Linked DNA regions of Mus musculus: regions 1, 2, 3 and 4 are each linked to region 5. The links are chromatin contacts, called in public HiCAR-type, HiChIP or PLAC-seq and promoter capture Hi-C maps. All regions are on one chromosome and are shown on one strand. The core of a region is the stretch at or near the end of the contact, and the rest is flanking DNA. Distances in the headings are between cores, read along the strand shown.

Region 1 (2,700 bases), core at 67-2,566, 650 kb after region 5:
AAACCGGACATACAGCTGTGGCTTGCAAAAGCTTGACAGCTAAGTCAGGTGTACTTCACTCATAAGCAAGGAGAAGGGATTCCCTGGACCCCATTCAGGGAAGTCCTGTGCAGATCAGAGGCAGGCATGGAGAGGAGGCAGACAGCAGGAGAGTTTCAGTTCTGAGCACAGGTGAAAGTCTCAAGGATAGCTCTCTCTGCAAATCAAAACAAACCCCCCAACTAGAGCAATTATTTTTAAACGGAGCTAGGGAGATGGGGGAGGGGAGCGTCACCTTAAGTTTTAAAACCCAGAAGGCAACCTACAGTCTTACTAAACATTCAGTCTGGACGGGGATTTTCTAATTTGAGAGGGATGAAGAGTGTTAAACTGTGCCCAGGAATCCATTCCCACCGGTCTGGATCCAGTAATTTTGGAGTGGGGCTTAACTTACCGATTTTTTTTTTTCCCACCAAGTTTGGCAGCTGCTACTGCTGGGTGGAAGGAGACTGAGGGGGCAGGGCAGGGCAGGGCAGGCCAAGATTGCAGAAACAGAGTAATAGGCTCCCGGTAAACAGAACACACCACAAACGCAAGACCCCAAGTGCACCAAGGGCTGCGGAAGGGCTCAGGGGTTTTATGTTAAGAACGAAAGAGACCAGACGCCTCGGAGACCTGAAGAGGCAGAATTAGGCTCCGACGTCACTGAGCAGAACAGAATAGGACTGAAGCTACATCCAGGTGTAGGGACCCTGTAGGTCCTCCTCTGCTCTGGGCAGACTAGGTGACTCCGGGAATGCCCACAGCCAATTCTGAGCGGCATTTCCCACCAGACAACAGCTTCAGACTTTCCTCCCCTGGGAACTAAACCACCCAGACCCGGGATGTAAACAAACGCCCAGCAGGCGGCTCGGCTCCATACTGGCGCCCACGGGGCGCCCCCACCATGACTCAGACCCAGTGACCTTGCTGTCTGGCCTTTGGCCACAGTGACCAGTGTGGCGGCGTCCTGTGCCCCGCTGCCTACGCACCCGGCACCTTCATGACTTCGCCGACCCCCTCCACCGTCCTGTGCAGTCCCGATCGGTCCACTCACCCACAGCTGGGGCGCGATCCGCCGGCGCCAGGGGCACCCCGAGCCCCGGGCCGCAGAGCCAGGCAACCAGTAGGCAGCAAAGGAAGTTGCCCAGCAACGCCATGGTGGAGGCCACTGCCCCAGGACGCTAGACTGGAGCTTGGGCGCCGCTGAGACCCGCAGGCCCTAGGGGTGGAGAGGAAGCCAGAGCCTTTCCTTGTGTTGACGCCCAGCAAGCAGATCACGTGTAATATTAGATTCCCCTGAGCACGAGTTCTTCTGACCTTCTGGACTCCTTTATTTTAATATGCTTCCTTAATTTCTTAGGTCAATGGGAAACAATGTTCTTGCTCCAACCCCGTATTGTTTCCTTCCCTGAACCCCAGGAGCGCCTACCTGACAGGGCCATTTAGCAGAGGTACTTGAAAAGGCAGGAGAACCCTGAATCATAGTTAAGACAAACGAGTACAAGAATGGGTTTGGATTTCCTCAATGGTTTCGCTACCTGGGATTTATGACAGAAATGTAAACTCCCAAGCCTCAGGCCACCGCTGATAAATGAACAGATTAGCTGGGCTGGCCATGTGTGGCTTCATAGTACTCCAAGGTGATAGATAGGTGGAGTCGGCAAACTATGTCCCAGGTTCACCAGGCTGAACGTTTTCCTTTCCACAACTGAGTTAAGCACGTCCTCATGCAACCTACCTGGTAAATACAAATAGAGACTGTTGATTTTTCTATTCCAAAAGTTTTATAAGTATTGGCAAAGACACCAAAACCCACAGACTGTGTGTAATATGTATTCTTTGTTCTCTCTCTAGGAATTTATGAGAATGCGCTCTCTTTATAATATAGCCAACAACTTTAATTTATAAAACGTAGGGTGTCTTTGGAGAAGAGCAAACCTTTGAGAGATGCTGACCTCATAAAAGATGTGAGCTGTGGCGTCTTGAGGAAGCCGTGCTGTGTTAAAAGGTCCTGACAAAATACTATGCTTTAGCTGAGTTCAAGGTACTTATTATGGGAAGATGGGTGTTTTAGGTGGACACCCACATTGTCTTGGGATACCATGGCCTCTTTAATACTCAAATGCCTTAATTTGTGTATCTAGCATACCATTTTCATGATTAAAAGAGTATCTCTGTCACTAAGCTTAAATGGTTTTTCAATATCCTCCAACTATAGAATTAAGAATACTACATTGAAACTTTATAGTTTACCTACTTAGATTTACATTCTTTGTAATAGGAACATATCTGGTAAGTGTATTGATTTATTATTTTCTTTGTTCTATAACTGTAAGTTTCTGTAACCTATTCCATGTTGAAACAGTCATTTAGAGAAACCAGGATCTGTGTTCTTAGCCTAGGATCACACATATTTGGCTTAGGATACATTATTTTTGTATTTTCTTTAGGTACTTTTACCATTATATTTTACAAATATATTTATTTTCCATCAGAGGAAAAAAACTTTGTTTTATATCTGCATGATTTAGACATTATATCTTGTGAATAAATTTTTTTTAATGGACACTAAGTTTCCTTTCAGATCCTGGTAGACTCCTCCAAGTTTTGCTACATCATTGGGGTGATTCAGAGCAGTTCAAGAACCATGCATGCTTCCCTGCAACAGACATGGTCACT
Region 2 (2,700 bases), core at 180-2,679, 770 kb before region 5:
CCAGTGGAGACAAGTGAAGCCGGTGATGAAGTCTCGCTTCGAGAGCAGGCCGGGCTCACAAGTGAGCAGCCCTTCTAGGCTGTCCCACTTGCCCTCGGAAGCTGAGAGCATCCAGGCGTGATCCAGGGGATCCAGGGTAACCGAGGCCCCGACGCTGCTCTCCTCTTCTGCGGACGAAGAAGCTAACGATGCGGTATCGGAGTCGCCCCCTCCTCTGCTGCGACCTCCAGCGTTACCGTCCCCAGGACCCACGCTCCTCTTTAGTTGCGGGGAGCTGCCCAACACCAGGTCCCGAAAGTTCTGACGGGCCGACCTGGGTGTGTTTGGCCCACTAGGGGAACTGCCCCCTTCAGCCTCCCCCTGTGGAGGGAGTTTAAGGTTCTCGCTGGACCCGGGACCCGACGCCCAGGACACGGCCTCGACCTCCTGTGGTGGCGAGTCCTTACCTTGGGCCCCACCTTGAGCAGGGGCTGGAGGCTCTTGGTCGCTCACTTCGCCACCCAGTCCGAGAGACAACTGTGGATTTGCCTCCTGGAGCTGGCTGCCCTCGCAAGGCTCCGCTGCAAGGTCCGGGACTTGAGGCTCCTCAGTCACCTCGATACGCGGGGGCTCTCGGGGGAGCTTGGCCTCAAGCGGGGGGGAATCCCCCGTACAGAACCTTTTCTTGAGATGCACATACTTGGTACCATCCGCGGGATCGGTGCGCACGGTGGCCACGGCATTGACCAGTTCCTTGAAGCGCTCGCGGGCGCGGGTGCGCTGTTCGCGCTGGCCACCCAGGACGTCCCTGAAGTGTTGCACCAATTCCGAGTGTCCCGCCCGGCCCCCACGCTCGGCGAGGAAGCGCAGGATCGCCTCCGAGCTCAGCTCCAGTGACCCCTCCATTCACCGCGGCTCAGCTTCTCAGCCCCAGGAGCGCTCAGCCAGACACCATGGCCGGACGCCTGGAGGACCCGGAGAGCGGCTTGGGTCTCAGTGGCTGGCAGCACGCGCGATCCCAGCTTTGAAGAGTCTCGAGTCCCGCGAGCGCTGACACCGCCTCACTGGGGCCGCGTCCCAGTGGACACGCCCCGCCACACCCACTTCCGCTCGGGACTCAATCTCGGCGACAGTCCCCGGCCCGAGGCCCCGCCCACTTCCGGGCTCCGCGCGGGCTCGCAGCCACTGTTTCCGCCAGTGGCGGGAGGCGAGGGACCCAGAGCTTGGCCTCCGAGGCTCACGTTTCCACTCACCCTCCCCACACACTTGGCTTTTCGTCAAAACGCCCGGTGGGGCACACCCGGGAGAAGCTCGCCCCGAGCGCGGGAAACCCTGGTAGTCCCTGGCGCGTTCCCGCAGCCCTCCGCCTCGGCCCCGCCCCAGCCTCTCAGCAGAGGCCGCCCCGCCCATTAACGGCTGCGGGGCGCCGGGCACGCCCCTTGTCCCGCCAGTTACGCCCAGCGGGTCTCTCTCTGAAGCGGCCCGGGACCTGTGTTTGCGTCCAGCCTGAGACCACCGTTTCCCTACGTCCCACCAGGGCTATGGCCTCATGCGACGAGGTACAGCAGCTGGTGAGCCCCGCGCCCTTGGGTTCCCCGAGCCCCCGCCCCGCCCCGCCCGGTCGCCTCTGGGCCAGCGAGATTGTGACCGTGCGGCTCCGGGACTCCGCGTGTCGTGGAGAGGGGGCTCCCTGTTGCCCCAGGGCGAGGGCTGAAGAGCTCTGGCGAGCGACTGCATGTTGGGGAAAAGTTACATTTTCCAGGCTTCCTGGTCCTGGCCAAAGCGGGGTGGTGTAAATGAAATCCAGGATGATGATCGATGCCTATCACTTTGTAACGGTTTTTTTTTTCCTTTTCCCCGACTTAAATCAGGCCTTGGAATCCGCCTGATTTTGTGCAATTGTGTACACGTACATGGCTACTGACCGGAAAGTCGGCTTCCTTAGATTTTCCAAAGCTCGCGGGTTTACTGTAATGCTTGGCGGTTTTGTTTGGCTTTCCCGTCCCCTTGTAATGAAAAAAAAAAAAAACAACAAAAAAAAAACAAACAAACCACTTGACCGATCCAATGTTTTGTGCGGTTCAAATAACTTGAAAAACTTATCTTAGTTGATATAGGATATAAGCCATAGTTATCCGAGAGGTCATACTGTTTTCATAATACCAATCTCTTGTAATCTTGCTTTTGTTCCCATCATTTTAAGATTGTATGTGGAATCTTCCAGTTGTCGCAGGGGGTAGAATAGATTCTATTTCTACTTCCCTAACAGCTGCACGCAGTAAATTATTTTTCTCTACTTTAAGAAACTCTAATATTTCCCTTATCCAATATTAATGAAAGTAATCCTCTTAACTAACTCTATTGAATCCTTTGGCATTGGTAGTATTTTTGTCGGATTCTTAATCTCAAGCAACATTTCCCAAATAACTTTCTACTTACCTGAAACAAGTGACTCTTATTATTATCTTCCTATGTTGCATTTTAGTTGTAGAACTTATTTCAATAGACTAAAATAAAAATAATGAGAAATAGATAAATGCTATAATTTCTGTGTGAAGTTGGTTCGTGATCATTGACATGAAAAAAAAATCATAGTACCTAAGCTATTCGAACCTTAATGGCTGTCCAGTAAACCTATTCTCATAAAAAAGTATTATCATCCATTTAGTGATTTATCAGTACCTTCTAATTCTTTAGCATGATGAAACTTTGATTTCTTGT
Region 3 (2,780 bases), core at 50-2,549, 810 kb after region 5:
GAAAATTTTTAACGTGTCATTAAGGGGGAAAAAGACATCGTGTGAAGTGGATAGATGGATGTTTAAAGGTTACTGTACAAAGAGCAAAACAACCCGTAAGAGTCAGTCTAACCCATTACTTTTTCCGGTATCCAATCACAGGTAAGAGTGCCTCGTTCTGGTTTGTCTTTCGCAGCTGAACATGCCTCTAAGTGGTCATCAGTGTCCAGTATCCACCTGCTGGTCTGCTAGGGTCCAGCTGCTAACCCTGTTGTTTGCTTTAATGGCTTCCCTTGGGCTCAGCACCTGCTCTTCAGGGAGCTTCCCTGAGTCAGGAGTGCTTTCTGATATTATCTTTGAGAAGATGGAATGCCACTGTCATCTCAGCTTGACTAAAGAAGGGAATTGAGTTGTGGGGTCTGAGATGTCCATGAGACCTGGTCACCCTTTACAGAAACCCTCCAAACCTTCAGGAACCCACAAAAGGCTGCAGTAACTGTAGCCAAGAGCAACCTGGACTGGGATGCCTTCTGCCTTTCAGTCTGTGGGACCATCTGGCACTTGAGTCCCTCTTCCTTTATCAGCGAGGGTCCTCGCAGCAAGCAGAGTCTGATATGGCTGCGGGGCACCCCTGAGGTCGCTGGTTTCCTAGCAGGCATACTTTATCAAGGAATGGGGGGAAACCGGTAAGGTGAAGTCTCTTGGCTAAAGCCACAGTTCTGGACGCTTGAAGCGGGTTGGAACTCAGACCTCTACTGATAGAAAAACGAGGCCGGAAGAAAATGATGTGGCGTTGATGGCGTGAGCAGAGAAAGGCTCAGCAACTTATAATCAGAGGTCCCCTGAGTCCACTCTCAGTGGCCAGCGAGCATAAGCCAATGAGCAAACCTCCCAGGAGCACCAGCTTTCACTCCGACAGTCCCCCAGCTCCAGGTGGAAGGATGGGATCTGCTCTGAAATCCCCCTGGGCATGTGCAGACCAGGCATAAAATAGCAAAGTTGAGCTTACATTTTCCCCTCACTCGGTCTCCCCAACTCCCCGAGCCCTTTCCCTCCATCCCCTCTCTAGTGACACCTGCTCGCCGGTACTTACCAGCTGCGCGCAAGAGATGCGGGCGGCGCCGGGCCAGGTCCCTCACGGTGGCGCCTGCTGCCGGCCTCTCTGCGGCACGGAGCTGCGACGCGGCTGGAGCTTGCAGCCGCCTCTGCTCTGGGATGCGGCTGGGCTGAGCTGGTGGCAGCAATGTGTGGGGCGGAGGGAGCCGCTCGGTCCCGCCCCCGCGAGCTGAGCTAGGCTCCACAGGACCTGCCCAGTTAAGCAGAACCTGCCACCGCTGAGCCCCAGGGGACAAACGCAACAGTAGTTCCTGCTCCAGGTGTCCTAAGGGGACAGCCTCTGTGCATGTTCACCGAAGACAGAGTCAGTTCCCTTGAAATTACACACCTCCGCTGCTGTCTGTCTGTCTGTCTGGATGCTGCTATCCTTCCCTCTTATTTACAGGACTTAGGCTCCTGGTATCAGGAGGTTGCACTTTATCTAACAAGGGATGTTTGGAGAAACTAGCTCTGTTGCACCTGGAATCTGGGTGTTCGCGTTTATTTACAGATTCTTTTAGCACATTGGAGTCTCACGCCATAAAGAACACTTCTCTTCTCTTCTCTTCTCTTCTCTTCTCTTCTCTTCTCTTCTCTTTCTTTCTTTTTTTATTTTTGTGCAATAAAAAGCAGACATCAATGTGTATCAGGCGTCACTTTTAGACTCTCACTAAAGAAAACAAAGTTCTTACTGTTAAGCTGTCCTTATGTCCTTTAAAAGATGTAGGAAATGGAAGAAGTTGCTGCTAACAAAAAAGACTCTGATTCTGGAGGAGGTGACTTTTGCTGGAAGTCCCAGTGGCCTCTGAGAGTCACCAGAATTCCAAGTCTTTATTATGGGCTGCTCAATTATCCTGCATCTGGCTTCCAGGAAGTCCAGGTCTGGGATACCCAGATACTTCCCATTGACCAGCCCCATTTGGCCTGCTTATAGAAAGACTGACATATTAAAATATAATCAGGGAAAAGTCCCCATTGGAAGTGTCTACAAAGTGTATGATGGTTAGACTCCTTGAATTATTGACTATTTGTAACTGCGCCGTGTGGTAATAACTCTCTACTTGCAGATAATAGACTCAACTCCAACAAAGTGAGGTCAGTTGCATAAGGTGAAACGGGGAAATCCAAACCCTGGCCTGTGAGATGCCCCAGCGGGTTAAGGTGCTCACTGCCAAACCTGATGAGTTGGGTTTGATTTCCCATACCTGGATAGTGGAAGGAGAAAACTGGCTCCCATAAACTGAGCTCTGATTACACACACGCCTCACACACATGCATGCATTCACCAGTACACATGTATAAATGTGATTTAAAATTTTAAGAGAGGGCTAAGGAGATGATTCCATGGTAAAGAGTTCTTGTTGCTCTCACAGAGAACCAGCACTGTGTTCCCAGCTCCCATATTGCACCTGGCAACTGGATGAAGCTCCAGTTCTAAAGGTTTTGTCACCCCCTTCTGGTCTCCACAGGTACTGCTTGCATGTGATAACATAAGTATACTTGCAGGAAAAACACACGTAAACACAAACTAAAAGCTAATCTCATTTTTAACCAAGCTGATTTTAAAACTCAGGTCTTTTTACCTTCAGAACTGATGACAGATTTAAATTGCAGCCTGGTAATATGATGAGTTCTCTAAATGTTGGAATATGTGCATCTTTTCCCGAGAACATTTATGTAGTCACAATGTATCCACAAAAGAGACC
Region 4 (2,700 bases), core at 89-2,588, 700 kb after region 5:
TGCTTACAGGGACAAAACCCAGATGTCTCAGCCTGATTTTCCTGGGTCTTCGGGATCTTTGCAGAACCTCATTTTCAATGTTGAACCTTGCTTTTCTCTGTGTGTACCACAATGTGAAACTCAACAATCCACCTATGCAATTCTGGTCGCCACTCGGCACCTCTCATCTGAAATACTTGCCATTCCTTTTGAGTTCAGCCTTCCTCTGTGAGTTCACTCCATTGCCTCATTTGTAGCCTTCACTTATCACAGCTTACTCTGTCATGTGACCCACACTGATGCTGCTGCTCATCATTTGGCTGATCCTGAACGGAGGAGACAGCAGAAGCTTTGTAGGAGCACTCAGAGAGGCAGCCATAGAGGGGGCCCTCTTTTCACCCTCTCTGGCCACTGAAGACCTAATAGCTCTATGAGAACTCCAGAGCCATCCGGAACAGGAATGGGGTGCAATGAAGGGGCACAGGAAGCTTTTTTCCACAAGGAAGGAAGTTCTTATGAGTTCAACTCACTGAAATAGGAGGGCTTATCACCAAGGCAACACAGTGTAACATGTACGCAACCTAGGAAAGTTAGGCAGGCATCAGAATGGAACTAAATGTTTCCATATCTTGGAGAGGTAGTAAGGACTGAGGACTCAGCACACTCGTGTAGAATTAAGCTGTCATGCATGAGCATTGAAGAACTTGCTAATAATACCTTCAGTCAATGCTGAGAAACAAAGTCACCAAGTTTGAGTGTACTTTTCTGGAGATCACATGCAATATGCCCCATCTGTCTCCTCTCAAACTAGAAAAAAACAAAATAAGTAGTTCAGGGAAAATAAAATATAAATTTGTTTGCAAGAGTGAACAGGCCATTATTGCCAGAGTTTTATTCTTTTAAAATATCTCAAAAATAAATCCCCAAATTCAAAGACTATCAAGTCTAGGTTGTTAGCTTTCCTATAACTTCAGTTTAAGAAAACTGAAACTCTAGGAATGTGTAATAAAAGAGTACCTGCAAAGAAGCAAAGTATTCTTTCTCCCTCTTTTGGATTTAGTGATGGAATAACCCAGCCGCTGAGCCTCATTTTCTGCTAATAGGCAGAGTTAACTGATCAGTTCATCCCCCCAGTCTCTGATCATCATGGAGTAATCATTGCCTCACTACCTCCTGGTCCATTTCATAAACTTCCATTTTCTTGAGACAGAGATGTTCTGGTCTGAGGAGTGAGACTGTGTACTTGTTAATTATCACTGGGAGGTGAACACCTGCTCCAGAGACCTACAGACAGCCTGTCTGTGTTAACAGAGAATACTAGCAAAGACTGGCTGGTAACAGGAAGCAAGCAGACATGTGTCATGACCCTGCAACCTTTTGTAAAAGTAGTAAAAGCAGAATTATTACAGGGTGTGGCCCTCAGTGCAGAGGAAGTGAAATAAGTTGTGTCTTGTTTTCTCTACATGTTTAGTGACCTTGTGTGTGTACTTAAATCCCAGCTAATAGGCACCAAGAACAAAAATTATTCATTCAATGATTATAGCAGTACCTTAGAAAGAGATGGTATAGCTCATGAGAACCTGGAGGGGAGGCATAAACAGAAGCAAAAGAAACCCCGGGGCGGAGGAATCCACACTGAATTCTGCATCTGCTCTGTAACTTCAAAAGGACTTTGTTATAAATAAAAAGCATTCTTTTTCTTTAAAAAAAAAGATTTAATTATTATGATTAAGCACACTGTAACTGTCTTCAGACACACCAGAAGAGGGCGTCAAATCTCATTACGGATGGTTGTAAGCCACCATGTGCATGTATGTGGTTTCTGGGATTTGAACTCAGGACCTTCAGAAGAGCAGTCAGTACTCTTACCTGCTGAGCCATCTCTCCAGCCCAATAAAAAGCATTCTTGCCTTTAAACACATCCTCACCGTCAATAATCACCTTAACCTTTTAACTCATTTGTGCCTCAGTTTCTCCTGGTGCAAAACAGGGACAATAGTAGTACCATACCACGGGAGTATATGACTTATAAGGACCCATGTGAATAAAGCTCTCAGAATGATATGTGTACATCAGAGAACTATTATGGAAGTGTCTCTTGCTATCTGGGGAGATGATAGAAGTCCACAGTTTGGCTCTCTTACTCCTATATTCCTTTATCTCTCACTTTTCTCACTTCTCTCTCCCCTCTCCTTTCTCTTTGTCTTCTCCTCTCCTCTCTCCCCTCCCCCTTTCTCTCTCTTCTCTCTTTCCCCTGCATTTCTATAATAAACTCTTAAACCATAAAACAAAAAAGAAGTCCACAGTTTGAAAGTTCCATTTCTGAAGCCAGCCTGCCTTGCTTTAAAACCTGTCTTTGCCTCTTACTGGGCTCATCTTGGGTAGCCATTTTGGGCCATGTGCTCTCATGCATAGGGCTATAGTCAGAACTAATTATGTATGAAGCACTTAGGATAATAGTTAATGCTTAGTGTTAGACATTATGTTCTTCTCATGCTATCACTTGCATGTGTCCTCTCTAGGGAAAATACTCCAGTGGTACCAGCAGCTATACTCAGTGCCTTTAGTCCCCAACAGTTCCTTGCCAAGACTTCTTGGCCAGCATCCTCTTTGTACATTCAACGTTCCCACACAGCACACAGTGAGAAAATAGCTATCTCCTCCACCCCCACCCTGGGAAGACCAGGCAAATCAGTTAACCTCATGTCCTTTCTTTTAAGA
Region 5 (2,700 bases), core at 55-2,554:
ATGAACTTGAGACTTTTAAAATCGCTTTGGGGGAGGGGTTGTAGATTTGCTGGACTGGATTATTTAACCTGCAGAAGCCATCTAAAGAAGAGACTTTAAGTAACAACAACAACAACAACAAAAATTATGCCATTTGACTTGTATGTTCATGAACTTTGGTTTATATAGATGACCATAAAACCCTCAGAGACAGAATGTAAAATATATATATATATATATATATATATATATATATATATACACAACTGAATTGGGCGTTTGTAAACAAAAATTGAAGCCCTCTGACTCTTTGTATCTCAAAGTCTGCCCTAAATGTTAACACGAATCATCCTCGGTAACACTAAATAACACTAACAAGGTCAAAATGCCGTTTACTGATGAAGAGTCTATACTGTACCAAGTTAGTTTACCAATGGTAGAACTTGATTGTTCAACACACCCCTCCCCCGCCCAAAAAATAACTGACTGTAGAGCCTCTGTACATCTCTCTCCACCGGCCAACACTCTTTAAGAACCCAAAATAAACACAACGTTAATGATCTTAAACACACACACACACACACACACACACAAAACACGTTGCGAAATAACGTTAGAAATGTTAAGGTATTGCAACTACCGCCTAGAAGGAATTCCGACTAGCAGCCTCCAAAAGGGGTTTGGGGAAGCGGGGCACAGCACTAGAAGACTTAAATTATGGGCCTTCCGTGTCGTTTATGCTGACGCGCCCTTCCTTCCCGCCCTGCTTCGTCCGTGGAGCCACCCACACAACCGTGCAAGCCCACCGCCGCGCGGTGTCAGCCTCCCCCCGAGACACGGCAGCCGTGACAGGGCCTAGCTATCCGGGAGACCGACGACGCCGGGCGGGCGGGCGGGCGAACCCCGCAGAGCGCCCCACGACGGCCTACGGAGCGGAGGCCGAAGAAGCCAGGCCCGAGTGGGCCCGCGGATAGCCATGAAGAGGAAACGCTGGCGGCCGCAGTCCCCACGCCTCCGGTGCTCAGCAGCGCCACGCCGCCCGCGACCGCCTCCACTCCAGCGGGGAGCCGAGGCCGCCGGGAGCCATGACACCGGCGCCACCGCCACCGGACCAGACCCGCTTACCTCTCGGGGCGACGGGGCGGAGCCCTGCACCGAGGCGATGTACCGCTCCACGTCGGCCTTGCTACGCCTCATCGCGCCGCGGACCAGGCTCCCCAGGAGCGGCAGACCAGCCCTGGGGCCTACAGCGACTGCGGGCTCCAGGAGGTGAGCGCCGAACACCGGTGACGCAGCTCCGTCGCGAACGGATGGGCACAGGGCGTGCGGCGCGCGTCATCACTGTGCGCCGCGCTGCGGCCTGGAGCGCCTGCTCGCTGTCACCCCGCCACGCCCGCGCTCCAGACCACGTGACCGTTTCGCAAACGATCGAGACGAACTCCCTTTCCCCGGGAAAGGCTTTATAGATTTCACTGGTGCTACGTCACAAAGCGGACCTAAAATGGCAGTGCCCTAATAAATCCGACCTTTTCGGGTGCTGCATCTGGTCAACACTTGATTTCCTTCTAAAGAGACAAACGTCGTCATTGCCTCCGGTTTCAGCAGAATAAAGGTTAATATTGGTTGAACAGTGTCTTTATGCTTAGATAAATCGGAGTGGAAATATTAGCGTTACGTGATGAGATGCACCTCACGGGGTAGTTGACGGTTAGGGGCAGAGGAGGAAGTGGTGGCTTTCCTGGCAAACAGAAACAGGCTTCACGAGGTTTTAAGAAATGATGACTTTAGGTTTCTGTTTGGGTAAGAATCGAGGCGGCCGTTAGGACGCTGTCAGCAACAATTGCCTTCAGGGGCCTGTTTTGTGACTTAACAATGAGCAGAACAGATTATATTAGAATATTAAAAGTAATAATCTCTTCGTGCTAGAGAGATGGCTCCGCAGTTAAGAGTGCTTGTTGGTCCTCTGAAGGACCGAAGTTCAGTTCTCAGCAGCCGGTTCCAGGGCATCTATCTAAATCCGGGTTCTGACCCCCGTAGAACCCACACACACACGTCCTCATGTACACACACACACACACACACACACAAAGTTTTAAGTAATAGTCTCAAGATTGTGAATAAACTGTCGTAAACGACAACTGCTGAAAAGAACCTTTGTCTGCAAAGACTGATCAAAACCGCAGTGGAGAGGTTAGAGTGGTGCAGTTCCAGATGTTAAATACCTTATTGTCAGATACAAAGGGTACCCCACCCATCCCCCAAAAATGCCACTGACTCCAAAATTGGATCTAACTTAGACTCAGTCTGGACTGTGGAGGATTTCTAGTGGTTAGGAAAAGCCTGCATTCCTTAGTAACTTGTGAAACTGTTTCCTATCTACCAAAGGAGTAATTTCCCTTACCTCTGGCAGAAATGGATTTACAGCTCTGCGCTAGCCCCCAGGCTCCCCAGTCCATACTTACAAGTACTTGTTATACAATTCAAAGCCCCCTTGCCAGCATCCTGGCTCTTTGCTTCCCTCCTCCCCAGATACATATTCCCCCATCTCCCTTCTCTCAGCTTTTCCTGAGAGAGACAACCTTTGTTGTTTGGAATAAACTTTACCTTGTCTACCCAAAGAGTGGCCGTTTCAGTCTCTTTACTGTGCCCCTTGCCCTTGCATACACTTACCTTGGACTAGGTTAGTCCCAGAACAGCATCTTGCTCACCTCTGTGTCAGAA

What was found. Promoter capture Hi-C pulls out the DNA fragments that hold promoters and counts their contacts. HiCAR-type assays count read pairs that join an accessible place to other places. HiChIP or PLAC-seq counts read pairs in DNA pulled down with a chosen protein or histone mark.
Region 1: a contact with region 5 is called in an H3K4me3 HiChIP or PLAC-seq map of stem cell-derived neural progenitor cells, with 5 times the contacts expected there. The contact joins the promoter of Smpdl3a here to the promoter of Ranbp2 in region 5. A contact is called at or near these places in 6 of 39 promoter capture datasets (cranial neural crest, hematopoietic stem and progenitor cells, liver and 3 more), 1 of 484 Hi-C or Micro-C datasets (cerebellum), 3 of 115 datasets of contacts at active chromatin or transcription factors (astrocytes, embryonic midbrain and stem cell-derived neural progenitor cells) and 1 of 9 other capture datasets (liver).
Region 2: a contact with region 5 is called in an HNF4G HiChIP or PLAC-seq map of pancreatic cancer cells. The contact joins the promoter of Septin10 here to the promoter of Ranbp2 in region 5. A contact is called at or near these places in 3 of 39 promoter capture datasets (liver, pre-B cells and trophoblast stem cells) and 4 of 115 datasets of contacts at active chromatin or transcription factors (extraembryonic endoderm stem cells, memory CD8 T cells, pancreatic cancer cells and 1 more).
Region 3: a contact with region 5 is called in a promoter capture Hi-C map of pre-B cells, with 3 times the contacts expected there. The contact joins the promoter of Pkib here to the promoter of Ranbp2 in region 5. A contact is called at or near these places in 1 of 39 promoter capture datasets (pre-B cells) and 1 of 115 datasets of contacts at active chromatin or transcription factors (large pre-B cells).
Region 4: a HiCAR-type map of astrocytes shows a contact between it and region 5, with 2.3 times the contacts expected there. The contact joins the enhancer-like site here to the promoter of Ranbp2 in region 5. A contact is called at or near these places in 5 of 39 promoter capture datasets (the 3T3-L1 cell line, cranial neural crest, frontonasal cranial neural crest and 2 more), 1 of 484 Hi-C or Micro-C datasets (Th1 cells) and 6 of 115 datasets of contacts at active chromatin or transcription factors (astrocytes, bone marrow-derived macrophages, differentiating embryonic stem cells and 3 more).

The regions. Positions count from the first base shown.
Region 1 is chr10:57,793,160-57,795,859 of GRCm38.p6, reverse strand. It overlaps Smpdl3a (sphingomyelin phosphodiesterase, acid-like 3A), which reads right to left and starts at 1,316. Exons shown (of 8, transcript NM_020561.2): 1 at 1,076-1,316. The coding sequence starts at 1,178.
Region 2 is chr10:59,220,229-59,222,928 of GRCm38.p6, reverse strand. Septin10 (septin 10) reads left to right here and starts at 1,429. Exons shown (of 10, transcript NM_001024911.3): 1 at 1,429-1,538. The coding sequence starts at 1,521. Sowahc (sosondowah ankyrin repeat domain family member C) reads right to left here and starts at 1,007. Exons shown (of 1, transcript NM_172939.3): 1 at 1-1,007. The coding sequence starts at 885.
Region 3 is chr10:57,630,500-57,633,279 of GRCm38.p6, reverse strand. Pkib (protein kinase inhibitor beta, cAMP dependent, testis specific) reads right to left here and starts at 1,299. Exons shown (of 5, transcript NM_001039051.2): 1 at 1,073-1,299.
Region 4 is chr10:57,744,304-57,747,003 of GRCm38.p6, reverse strand. No RefSeq gene overlaps it. Among named protein-coding and RNA genes, the nearest start is that of Fabp7, 39 kb to the left of the region's middle. Within about 2 kb of position 1,338, at least 58 of the 459 cell types and tissues checked have an H3K27ac peak or open chromatin away from gene starts, as enhancers often do. A contact at or near this core is called in Th1 cells, astrocytes, bone marrow-derived macrophages and 1 more, where this site is marked.
Region 5 is chr10:58,445,456-58,448,155 of GRCm38.p6, reverse strand. It overlaps Ranbp2 (RAN binding protein 2), which reads right to left and starts at 1,304. Exons shown (of 29, transcript NM_011240.3): 1 at 1,105-1,304. The coding sequence starts at 1,176.